2 separate regions of the Zea mays genome follow, and region 2 is linked to region 1. A link is a contact called in public Hi-C data. All regions are on one chromosome and are shown on one strand. Each heading gives the region's core, a stretch centred on a gene start, on an enhancer-like site or on the middle of the called end of the contact. The rest is flanking DNA. Distances are from core to core; before and after follow the strand shown. Region 1 holds the start of LOC100384547. Region 2 holds the start of LOC100193626.

Region 1 (5,910 bases), core at 2,083-4,582:
TGTTGTTTGGGCAAGGCGAATCAGGCAAGAGTTGATGACGAGCGGCTAAACTAATCCAAGAGTTGATGACGACCGGCTTGTTCTTTCACTTGCAACGACTTAGAGTCGGGCGACCTGCAAGATCAAGGTGCATGGTCGTCGAAGGATGGCGACGGCGTATCCTCGTTCAGGCAAGGCGAATCAGGCAAGCATCTATTTGGAGGTTGGTTAGTTATCCCATGTCATCAGACATCACGCAGGAATCAAGTCATCCATCAGGAAGCAGCCAACTCTGCCTGGACTAACCCAGGGCAAAGGCAAACAGCAAACTTTCCAGGATAAGTCTCTGACTTCGTTATACTTTCCTGTGTGCAGGAGGTCTTGAAGATCTGGAACTGCAGGTGCAGAATGCTATTGCAGCAGTTGCAGCTCCACCCAAGGAAAGCAATAGTGTCAGCAGCAACGATCCTGGTAGCTCGTCCTCTGTGATTTTTCCGTCTGGTCCAGCTGATCAAGTCCCTGTTCCTGCTACCTCTCCAGAAATTGAGCCCCGTTTTGCAAACCAAATCCCTGCTGCTTCTTCGGAGGTTAAGGCACCATGCATGGCAGGTCTGTTGTTTGTAAGCGACAGGAACGAGAGGAACTTTAGGTTGCCTAGCCCTTCTGATAATTGTCCATGGAACTTATTCGAATCTAGCCGTAGCGCAGTCAGCTTTCTACAGGAGTATATGCTTTCCGGAATCGTGCCACTGAAGTTATTCAGCATGAGATCTATGGTTCTTAGACTGGGCATATTGCTGAATAACTATAGTTGGTAGATGGTCTCGCTACAGTAGACAGGAAAGGCACCATGCCTGGCACTGGCAGGTCTGCAGCGAACACCGTTGTATGTGTATGTATAGTATGCACGTGTGCAATTCATATTAGCTTAACAGCCTGTGTAACAAAAACAATTACCCAACTTCCCAAGATAGTTAATGCACTATATATCCAAAACCTGATACATGCATCAATTTGTCTTAAAAAGTACATTCATAAAAATATAAATGTATAAAGAGTTCATTTGTATTTTAACAAAAGTCTTTGGTCAAAGCCATATTCTGGAGACCGTGTCAGTGTCCTAGACCACAAATAACATTGGAGGGAGTAAATTATATCTCATGTCTATCAACGAAGTTTTACTTTTTAGGTTCTATTAATGTCTAATTCTTGTAACCCCTCTTTTTTGGTATCTCAATTGTTGCAGTTAGGAAACCTTCCATTACGGCCTTATTTCTGCAGAAGTATGACACCAACTTTCATCTATTCTCTACCACCAAAGAGATGGAAAAGCAGGTTGCCCCCACCCCCATAGCTTTCTGTTTTGTCCCTATAACAGGTTTACCTATGTTATATATAGACACCGTAGCAATGCACGTGTAATGGTAGATTTTCTGATTGGTTAGTTTGGAAGTGAAGTAGGTGCCAATGTTGTGCATGAGCAGAAGAAATATTATTCCCTTCAATATTAGTAGAGGTAGAGATATTTACTTTTATCAGTATTTGTGTTGTGATAGCTATTTTTAGCCTAATGTTTCAGGTCAAAGGGCCATACTTCATAGCTTTTTGCTCCTCATTGTTTTAAGTGAAAGGGCGCCAACTATTCAAAATTTACTCTAGGTAGATAATTTTCATTGTCGAGTTTTATTTTGGTATATGTAACTTTTTGTAATTGGGCCTAAGCGTATTGGAGCACTCTAAGTTAACAGGTGCTTGAAGCTGATGATGAAATTATACAGCTTGGATGAATAAACCTTTGTTGTAGTGACATAAGGAGTTTCGAAATTACAAGGAATTTTAAATTTGAATATTTTTCAGTGAGATGTTGAGGTTGATAATTTTAATCTTTGTGCACTAATATTTTGTAGAAAGTAGTTTGTTCACCGTTGCAACGCACGGGCATGTACCTAGTCAAGCATTAAGCACGCGATGAACAACGTCCTTCCCGTTATCGCCCAACAACTAGAATTCCACTTCTATCATCGACCCCATAACATCACACAACATAACACCATAACAACGGATCTAGCCATAATTACCAAGCGCACACCTCGCATCACTGGTATTTCTAACTTAATCGTATACGCATACGAAGCGTCTTATTTTACGATCATAAAACCGATAGTAAAAATAGCGAATCGGCTCACCACATCACAATTCGATTTGGTAGTTGCCTGAACAACGACGGCCTTCAGCTGAAGTCCTTGATCGAACATCTGGCGAGCGTGACCGACGAGCTAAGTCTGAGGCGAAGCTCGACGACGAGATCGAACAGGGGATGATGAGCGTGAGGGTTTCACAACGAGGATGAGTGACATCGTGGAATCTTGGTCCAACATTTAATCGAACACAACGGAAGCGAGGCACAGCAGGAATGGCAGTATTAAGCATGGGCACGATAAGGGACGCGCTGCTGCACGACGCGATGATGAACGACGACAACCTATGACGGCCAAAACGGAAGACTTGGTCGAGGCGGGGTCCAAGCATCCAGAGTTTTTTTTTGCCGAGGCTGAACAGAGAAGGATGCACAAATCCTAGGCACGATGGTGGCCATAGCCAAGCAGTGGGACGCGACTGCGCGCAGAGAACTCGGCATGGCGAGGGACGACGGAACGCTGCGTGCGCGTCCAGGGAGCAAGGCGCGGTCGAGAACGGACAGAGGGAGCCGGGAGAAAGAACTGCGGCGCTGCGAGCAGAGCGCAGGGGAGTTCGTGGCTGCGCGCAGATGGGCGAGCTGGAGCGCCGCGACGAGCGCAGGGGCGCGGCACAAGCGAGGGCGAGCTGCCGCAGGGAGAAAGAAGCTGGGGAAAGGGCCGCAGCGCTGGGGGCTCGACGTGCCGTGACCAGCAGAGAGATGCGGCGCTGCGCAGAGGAGGGAGAGGAAGGAGAGAGAGCAGCCATGGGAAAGGGAGGAGAACTGGGCGCGACGCAGGCAGCCAAGGGAGCTTCAAGGCCGAGCGCCAGGAAGAATGAGCAGGGCGCCGCGACACTGGGACAGGGCACCGGCGAGCAGCAAGCAGAGAGAGAAGGCGCGGCGGTCAGGACGAACGTCAGGGAGCTTCGGCTGGCCATGGAACCGAGCAGTGATGCGCCATGGGGGAGAAACCAGCGCGCAGCAGAGAAGCTCGGCGAGGAAGATGGGGCAGGAACTCGGCGCCGGCGAGGGGAGCAGGGTGATGAACGCCGAGGAAGCTGACGCAGGGGGAATCGCCATGGCGATCGCAGGGGCGAGCCAGGAGCTGCGCGACAGGGGCATGCGCGCGGCGCTGGGGTAGAAAAGAGCGGCTGCGCGCGGCTGAAGATAAAGCTGGGAGAAGAAGACAGCGGCGTGGAAAAAAATCTTGAGCAGGGGCGGTCAAGAGATGAGAACGAACGGGTAAAAAAAATCTGAAGTTTCAGACGGCAACCGATAAACGTTGAGAATTCCTTTTTTTATTTCTTTAAAGAATTTCGCAGATATTTTTGAATCCAAATTTTTAGCAATGTACACTGGGTAGAAACGTTATTCAACTACGCATTTCATTCTAATGATTTAGCAAACTAAATCATCTACTAATTACTTGTTGTCAATACTAATTACAGTGGTTTGGTTTGCTTCGGACAGAATGCAAATAGACTGAATTAGACGGATTTCGGCTTCAGTATTTAGTCGGCGCTTAACTCGTCTAACCTGATAATCTCATCCACTAATCAAGCACCCGATTTCTCTGCCGAAGACAACACACTGGAAAAAGAGGCCCAATTATTACTCTTGCGCTCGCCAAAACAGCGTGCTGGAGGATAAATTGGGTCATAACCTCGCGCAAGATTTCGCGCGATTCGAATTATTTTACCCCGATCATTTTAGTCGTCGAGTTCAAACTAATTTGCCTGGGATAAAAATCATCCGAGTGTGTCGGGCTTCCGAATTCGTATTCGTGCGAGCGACGATTTAAAATAATCACCGGACGCACCGATTTTCGGAACAACAATGTTCCGAACATCACGAAAATTTAAGAAGAGACCGGATAAATAAAAACGATGTCGACCTCGCGATAGACGAAATAGATGCGATATTAAAATCGCGATATGCAAAGATTTTTAAAATTGAGCATCCGTTTTATCCACTGATATTACGTGCTTAAATCCATACTCGTTGTCGAGCAGAATACAAACACCTAGGGTGTTACAGCTAGCCCTGATCCTTCGTTGTGTCTTCTTCTATACATTGTGGCCACACCATGTGCAGTCAGCGCAGCGTTAGTCCAAGAGTAGGACAGAGAGGGCACAAGTCGGCAGTGCCGAGTGTACTATGTCTCCGAAGTCCTCACGACTTCTAAGTGCAACATGACCGAGCTAGAAAAATTTTTTATACGCAGTCGTCATGGCATCGCGCAAACTGCGCCACTACTTCGAGGCATTCAAAGTACGGGTCAATTCGGACAGGGGCCTGAGAGAATTGTTCAGGAACCCGGAGGCATCCGTCCGAATCGCCAAATGGGCAGCCGAACTCTCCGGGTACCACATCACCTTCGAACCCAGAACAACGATCAAATCACAAGTCTTGGCAGACTTCATCGTTGACTGGACAGGACCAACATGGCAACAAGAAGAGTCACCAGAGAAAGTTTGGACCATCCACTGCGATGGCCCGTGGTGCCATGCGGGGGCAGGCACCACGGCGATCATAACATCACCCGCAGGCGTCAAGTACAGATACGCAACATGCCTCAGCTTCGCCTTGGAGTCCGACAGATGCACTACCAATATAGCAGAGTATGAAGCCGTCATCCTAGGACTTTGCAAATTACGAGCACTCGGTGTCACCACATGCATAATCAGGACAGACTCCAAAGTAGTCATCGGCCAGGTTGAGAAGGAGTACTTAGCAAAAGACCCCACGCTCATGCAGTATCTCACAGCTGTCCGCAGCCTCGATAGACAATTCAAGGGTTTCACCCTGCAACATGTCGACCGCAACAAGAACGAAGAGACCGACGCGTTGGCCAAAGCAGCGGCCAAGGGCAAGGCCTTGCCCTCCGACGTGTTCTACCACGTCATCGACACGCCAGCTGTCCGTAACCCTAAAGGTTTACAAATAACTCAGGACACCGATGGCCACCGCATCGTCAACCTCATCATGGCCGAAGACTAGCGGGCCCCAATAACACTGTACCTACAAGGACACTATCATCTAATCGATCTCAATGAGGCCAAATGACTAAAGCAAAGAAGCAGGGACTTCACATTAGTCTAGGGTCAACTGTACAAAAAGGGGATCAGCCAGCCCATGCTGAAGTGCATAACCGAAACCGAAGGCATAAAAATCCTCCGCGAAGTCCACAACGGAACTTGCGGCTCCCACTCAGAACCTAGGGCCCTCGCTGCCATGGTGATTCATCAGGGATTTTACTAGCCCGCAATAATCTGCACCGCCAATCGAGTCACAAGGTCATGCGAAGCATGCCAAAAGTTCTCCCCTCGCTCAGGCAGCCCTTCGCTATTCACTAAACTCATCGCCCATACATGGCCACTTCAACGCTGGGGGCTGGACATCGTTGGACCACTACCCATAGCTCAAGGGAACCTCAAGTTTACCTTCGTTGCCGTCGAATATTTCACAAAGTGGATTGAGGCCAGGGCAGTATCCATAGTAACATCGAAGTTCGCCCAAAAATTCTTCTGGCAAAACATTGTCTGCCGCTTCGGAGTCCCGTCCGAACTCACAGTCGACAACGACAAACAGTTCGACAGCCAAGACTTCAGGGATTTCTGCTTTTCCATCGGCACCAAGCCTGTCTTCGCCTCTATGCACCACCCACAATCCAACGGTGTTGTTGAGCGCGCCAATGGCAAGATTTTTAGTGCCATCAAGAAAAGGCTTCTTGATGACAAAAAGGGAAAATGGGC
Region 2 (6,245 bases), core at 2,650-5,149, 230 kb before region 1:
CTTGCCCTCCTTGCCGAGCGTCTCGGCCACCTCGTAGATCTGGTCGGCGAGCATCCCGAACTTGCCGTGCTTGCCGGCCGTCGAACCGAAGTGGCCTGGTAGCTTGGTGAGAAGCTTGGCGCGGATGCCGATGATCGGCTCGAACTTCTTGCGCACGGCATCGTCGTCTGGCAGCTTCTGCTGCAGCTTCCTGTACTGGTCGAGGACGATGGCAAGCTCCTCCTCCATCTCGAGCACGATGATGGGGTTCAGGCCCATGGCCCGCGCCGAGAGCGCGAGCGCGATGTAGTCCGCGTCCTTGTAGCCGTTGCAGATCAAGTACGGCTTGGGCTCGGCTTCGGTGACGGGGAGGCAGCTCATGGCGATGAGCAGTTCTGGCTTGGAGCCAGCCTCGAGCCCATAGTTCCATTGCTGGCCGAACCTAACCATGTCCTGCACGACGTGCTTGTTCTGGTTCACCTTGATCGGGAACACGCCTTGGTACCTGGACGTGTACCCGGTGGACTCCATGGCGCTGTTGAATGCGTTATGGAGCGTCTCGATACGGTTCTTGAGCACGTCGGGGAAGCGAAGGATCATGGGGAACTGAGATTTGCTGGTGCTGTCGTTGGGTTGGGTCGCTAGAGCTTCCACGATGACCGAGTGCACGTCGATCTCCTGCCCGGGCTCCGTCCAGCGGCCGAAAGGCTTCACGCTGAGGTGCCCCTCCGTGTTCACCGCGAAGTACTCCTCACCCCATCCGAGGATGTTGTAGAGTTCACCGTAGTTCTTATCCATGATGGGAAAAAGTGCTCTCCTATATCCAAACAATATAATGCGATATAATATGGGGAAAAGTGTCTACAGTGAAAAACGTTTTTTTTAAAAAAAATGTCCGACCGGATCCATAAATATGCATGCATGAGATGTTGTCTGCTAGTTTTAAGCTAGTTACGATGTTCAATATATAATGAAGCTTGTTAAACTATATAGTGAATGTCGTAGTAATGGTATGTTACGTACTTTCATTTTTTGAGAAGTGAATGGCCTCACAAAAGCTGCTCTTTTTGAAGCAATATTAGTGGTCATCTTAGATTTTAATCCTAAATATGAATAGTTATCTATGTAGTGTTTAATATGCACATCATACTACATTGTCAAGCAGTAATAATGTTATTTACTTATGTAGAGATCACTATTGGTGCGATGGCAGCTTGATCGATATGAAGTAGGGTCTGTGCCTATCTAATGACAAGCTTCTTAAATACTCTCTCCGTCCAAAAATATTAATCATTTTAACTCTTGATTTTTATGTTTATATTTAAATAAATAATGATAAATCTAGACACATATATAAAAAAATAAATTAATTATTGTATGAATCAACTAAAATGGATAAAACAAATTTTATTTTGGGACTAGTATGTCTCAACATTTTAACGTGTGGTGTCATAGCCATATTCCATATTGCACACACAATTAAACTTTGCAAAGCTTCACCATGCATGTGTTCATAATATCGGTAAGAATTATGTGAACATAATACTAGAGTATGCAGCATATTTTCATTTAGGAAAAATATTTGGATATCATAATATTATTAAAATCAGCTAGTCCAGTTGGGTGTATAGCCGAGTGGTGAAGGCGGCGTGAGCTAGGTCAGAGGTCGAAACCCCCGGTTCTACACAAAAACATTTCTCTCGCTGTGCTCTGCCCGCTTTTGGATTACGTCCTGCGTGCCATCCTTCAGATGGACCGTTGCAGAGTGATTGGTGATGACCCGCTAGTGATGGGGGCTAGCGTTCGAGGCTTTTCTCGACCGAGACTTGGTTTCGGTCCTTCTTAGACATGCGGGTGTCGTGTGCGCCTTGATTGCCAGCCCCAAAAATATCGAGATAGCTGTCTTTCTCCGCCGGGTTTTTTTCATTAAAATCAGGTAGTGCAAAGTCACAACAATAAATGATTAAATTGCATTTCGACAATCTGTGAAAGTTATAGTTATTACATTAGTCCCAAGAAAAACTCTTACTTTCAAAAGTATGTTATTAATTACAGTTTTACTTCTTACGTTAATATGTTATATTAGTTACACAAACTTCGAATTCATATAGAGACCCCAATTTGCCATGGCCCCATTTAGAATAACAAGGTTCCTGCATGTATAAATGAGTTTGCAGCAAAAAAAATGCAAAATTCATATATATTTTAGACACATTGTAACTAGTGAAGCCAACGTCCGTGCAATAATAATCGAAATATTCCATGGCAATTAGTTATCGGTAATCAAGATGAATAGACATGACTTTGAAGTCCAAAAAAGAACATGCGAAAAGGTCATGTAACAATGCATAAGGGATTGAATTCTTATCATCTTGGTGGCCTATGAGACTTGGAAGCAGCATCAGGATTCATGTGTGTTATAGGATTATTGTAAACCGTTAAGGATGAGTGGTGGCAAGAGCATCGTCGTCTAAGGCTCTAAGCTTAGCTTTTTTCTCTCTCTTGGTCGCTATCTCTTGCATCTTAGGTGCTAAGATCTTGGATCTTTGAGTGTTTATGTGTGTTTACTTTGGCTGATTTTTTCCTAGCCTTTTGTACTCTTATTCTTTTTCTCTTAATAAAATGACAACACGACTCTCCTGTGTCTTTCGAGAAACAAAATGATATACTCTTTCCATTTCACAAATTTATCATTCTAACTAATCTCATACAAAATAGAGAGCATTAAAGTGAAAACTATTTTCCTCGTCACAATCATTGATGTCTTGCATCCCTATTCACTAGTGTACTCATTTTGTCCCTGGATAAATAGATTCCTAGCAAGTTCATATGACAAAAAAATCTTTATTATCCTTCATTAGCTAGAGCAGTTGCAATAATCAATAATTGTTTCAATATCATACTAATTATAGCATTTACTACACACATCCAAATGTAGAAACTCAGCGCTAGAATGAGAGATGTGAGGGGTGTAGTAATCGAGGCGTTCTCATGAAAAATAAATAGACTGGTGAACTATTGAACCTCTTTTAGAGATTAACTTATTTGTAGACAAATTTTTAAGCTTGCAATCTATTTATTTGGAGGTCAGGGACGGATGCAGCGGTGAGCGAGCGAGGCTCGAGAACCCCCTACCGCTCCTGAGCCCATGGAGCTTCACTGGATAGCCTCCCCTAAAATTTAAAATATACATAGTATGATATAGAAGGGACTACTATATTGTATCAGTTTAATTTAATCCATCTTAAAAAAATTCTGGTTCCTTCCTTGTTCGAGGCGGAAGGAGGATTTGGCAAGGGAAATATAACCGGGTGCTGTGGCTATATATGTTGTTGATAGGCGTGGAGTTAATAATGCTTTGGAATGCTCAGTGTAACAGGTATTCCAAGAAAATTTTGAATCCTACAACGACAAAACAAGTAGTTCGGGGAATCTTATTAGGGAGAGAAATATTAACCTATGTCATCAAGGATCAAGCTATATATACGCTTGCAAGTATATATAAAAAGCAAGTAGTAATGATTTCTTTAGTACATGAGATATTCAAAGAAAAGAGACCAAATAGAGAGATTTGGGGCCTATTTGGTTCGTGGCTAACTATGCCACACTTTGCCTAAGGTTAGTCGTCCGAATTGAAGAACTAACCTTAGGCACAAAAGTTAGGCAAAGTGTGGCAACTTAAGGCATGTTTGGTTTGTGGCTAAATGTGCCACACTTTGCCTAAGGTTAGTCATCCAAATTGAATAACTAACCTTAGGCAAAAAAGTTAGGCAAAGTGTGGCAATTGAGGCAACGAACCAAACATGCCTTTAGTCATCAAACCAAACATGCCTTTGATCATAGAATACTAGAATTGTCGTACCAGCTGAATTTGGGGAGCCAGAGATGAATAGACTTTAGTGCTGTGGTGTGTGTGGTTTGTACACTACACCTCGTCATCTCCTTATATAGAGGTCTGGCAAGAGTAAAATATCGTATTTGCCCATAGTAGAGGACGAAACATGCATTATTCGTTGGAAGAAAATGACATGTCTGCGTCTCTGATATTATGTCGTACTTTATCTATAGATCTGCAATAATGTAGATGTTACTCGCTCCTGACAAAAATTATTAATGTTTTGGACATTGAAACATAATTTTCAATACTACCTTTTTCCCTAATATCTGCATATATCCGCCAAACTGCTTCATGGGGCATATCTCTCCGTTCCAAAATAGTTTGGCTTCATTTGTCTTCTTGAATTGATGCGTGCCATTCCATTCTAGTTCCTTCTCTCTCTCTCTCTCTCTCTTTGTTTTCGATCTACCCAATGATTCAAGAAATACGTGACTTGCATTCCTAATTGCTGGATTTAAAGGAGGCTCCAGAGATGGGTTGGATGGTAGGCATATGTCGAGCAAACCCAACCGTGGCGTTGATGGGAGAGGAGAGGGAGAAGCAATTGAGGCCGGAGGTATTATTATGAGGAGAATTTTGTGATTTGCTGGAGTAAACAGCTGGAGTTTTGCAGTTGAGGTATATGCACAGCACGCGAATGGTTTGCTGTTTTTGAGCTGTTCTTCACTCCATGATTTCTCTAGGGCTCCGTAGCTCCATGGCGACGGAGTGATGGGACGGGAGAGAGGATAGCAATGGAGAGAGCGACATGGGGAGGGAGAGAGAGAGAAAAAATTAGAGATTTTTTTTACTATTCCTATATTTGATGTCTAAATTTTAATATAATTTGAGGCGACACTCATGTAACACTATTAACTAGAATAAAATATTTTTATACTTTATTATTTACCTTTATTGAGATTTTTATCTCAAAACTAAAAATTACAGTTTGTGCATACCTAAATTGCAATAAATTAAAGCTATACTTTTAACACAAAATATACGCAATAACGGTCATACGAAAGAAGCTAGAGCTGTATTTTTTGTGCAAAAGATGCAAACCATGCACTATTATATTCCCGTGTTGAAAAACACGTTTGGTTGGTTAGAAGTGGATTGATAGAGATTGGAGCAAATTTAATGTCTTTTTGATTCCTTCTGGTCAGCTTCTGGCTAGTAAAATCGGATTTTGGCTGCTAAACACTTCACTTCTATAAGAATCGCTTAAATCAACGTAAATGCAGAATTTATCGAGTCATCGTGTCCGGAGGAATCTACCGCTTTCGCGTCCCAATACCTTACGGGCCCATTAATCTTCCTCCGCACGTTTATACCTTTGTTTGGTTGCATGGAGACCCCTTGATTTTGTGACAGCTAGATTATTAAAGAATCCAGATTTTTTGAAACGCTCTTCAAAATAAATATACCAAAAACACTAAATCCCTTGCTAGTCGAAATTAAATTAGAAAAAGTTTTAATCCATCTTAATTCTCTTCGATCTCCGTGCAACCGAACAAGGTATAAGCGACTCTTACAAAATCTGAACGGTATGATTCCAAGCCCCCCTCAAGTATGTTTTGTAGGAAATTCAAGGTTGCGCCCGTGCTGTTTCAAGCAAAACCTGCGACATTAATACACGTACGGCCACATGGGATCATGGCATCGTGCAAGATCATATCATCCCACATGTGGACCTCGACCTAAATAATTGCACCACTGGGATATAGCAAACGTGTGCGTTCACCAATCCCTTTCTAGGATCGGGGCGTATCAAACGTGTCGTAATTTCGCCTCGCACATGCATGCATGCAGATCAGATATAAGTAGCTACTCGTACGTACTCGGCACCGCTGATTCGTATATATGGTCACCGTCACGCACGTCTACGTTAAGATATTAAATTTACGTGAAAAAAAATCGAAGAATCTGAAGCGTACTGGCGCCCCTCCGAAAGACACCAGTCAGAAACGGCTTGCAATCTGGTCCATCGTCTCGTCGTTTGTATGCGTGTACAAATCGATGCGATGGCATTATTGATTCGTATAATTCAGTATAGTACGAAGAATCACTAGTATCGTATAGTTTATTTTTAAATAAAAAAGTTAAATAAAAATACGAACATATAAGGTTGATTTATCCCTTATGCATGGTTCGAATTGATGATGAGTAATTGTCAATAAATACCACTATGGGATACACTACCGGAATCGCGTTCTTTGCCGAGTGTCTAAGACACTCGGCAAAGGCTATTTTACACTCGGCAAAGGCTTTGCCGAGTGTAACACTCGGCAAAGAATACTCGGCAAAGATTTCATCGGCAAAGGGTTCTTTGTCAAGTGCTTTTTTTCGGACACTCGGCAAAGACTTTGCCGAGTGCTTTTTTTCGGAC

The links. Hi-C and Micro-C count contacts between places; a contact is called where the count stands out from the background.
Region 2: a Hi-C map of leaf shows a contact between it and region 1, with 5 times the contacts expected there. The contact joins the promoter of LOC100193626 here to the promoter of LOC100384547 in region 1. A contact is called at or near these places in 2 of 25 Hi-C or Micro-C datasets (ear and leaf).

What each region holds. Positions count from the first base shown.
Region 1 is chr4:149,746,996-149,752,905 of Zm-B73-REFERENCE-NAM-5.0, reverse strand. LOC100384547 reads right to left here and starts at 3,332. Exons shown (of 1, transcript NM_001177062.1): 1 at 2,027-3,332. The coding sequence starts at 3,093. The coding sequence ends at 2,170. It overlaps LOC103653816 (cell division protein FtsZ homolog 1, chloroplastic), which reads left to right. Exons shown (of 6, transcript XR_004857833.1): 6 at 1,226-1,830.
Region 2 is chr4:149,978,910-149,985,154 of Zm-B73-REFERENCE-NAM-5.0, reverse strand. LOC100193626 reads right to left here and starts at 3,899. Exons shown (of 2, transcript NM_001138726.2): 1 at 3,842-3,899; 2 at 1-796. The coding sequence starts at 777.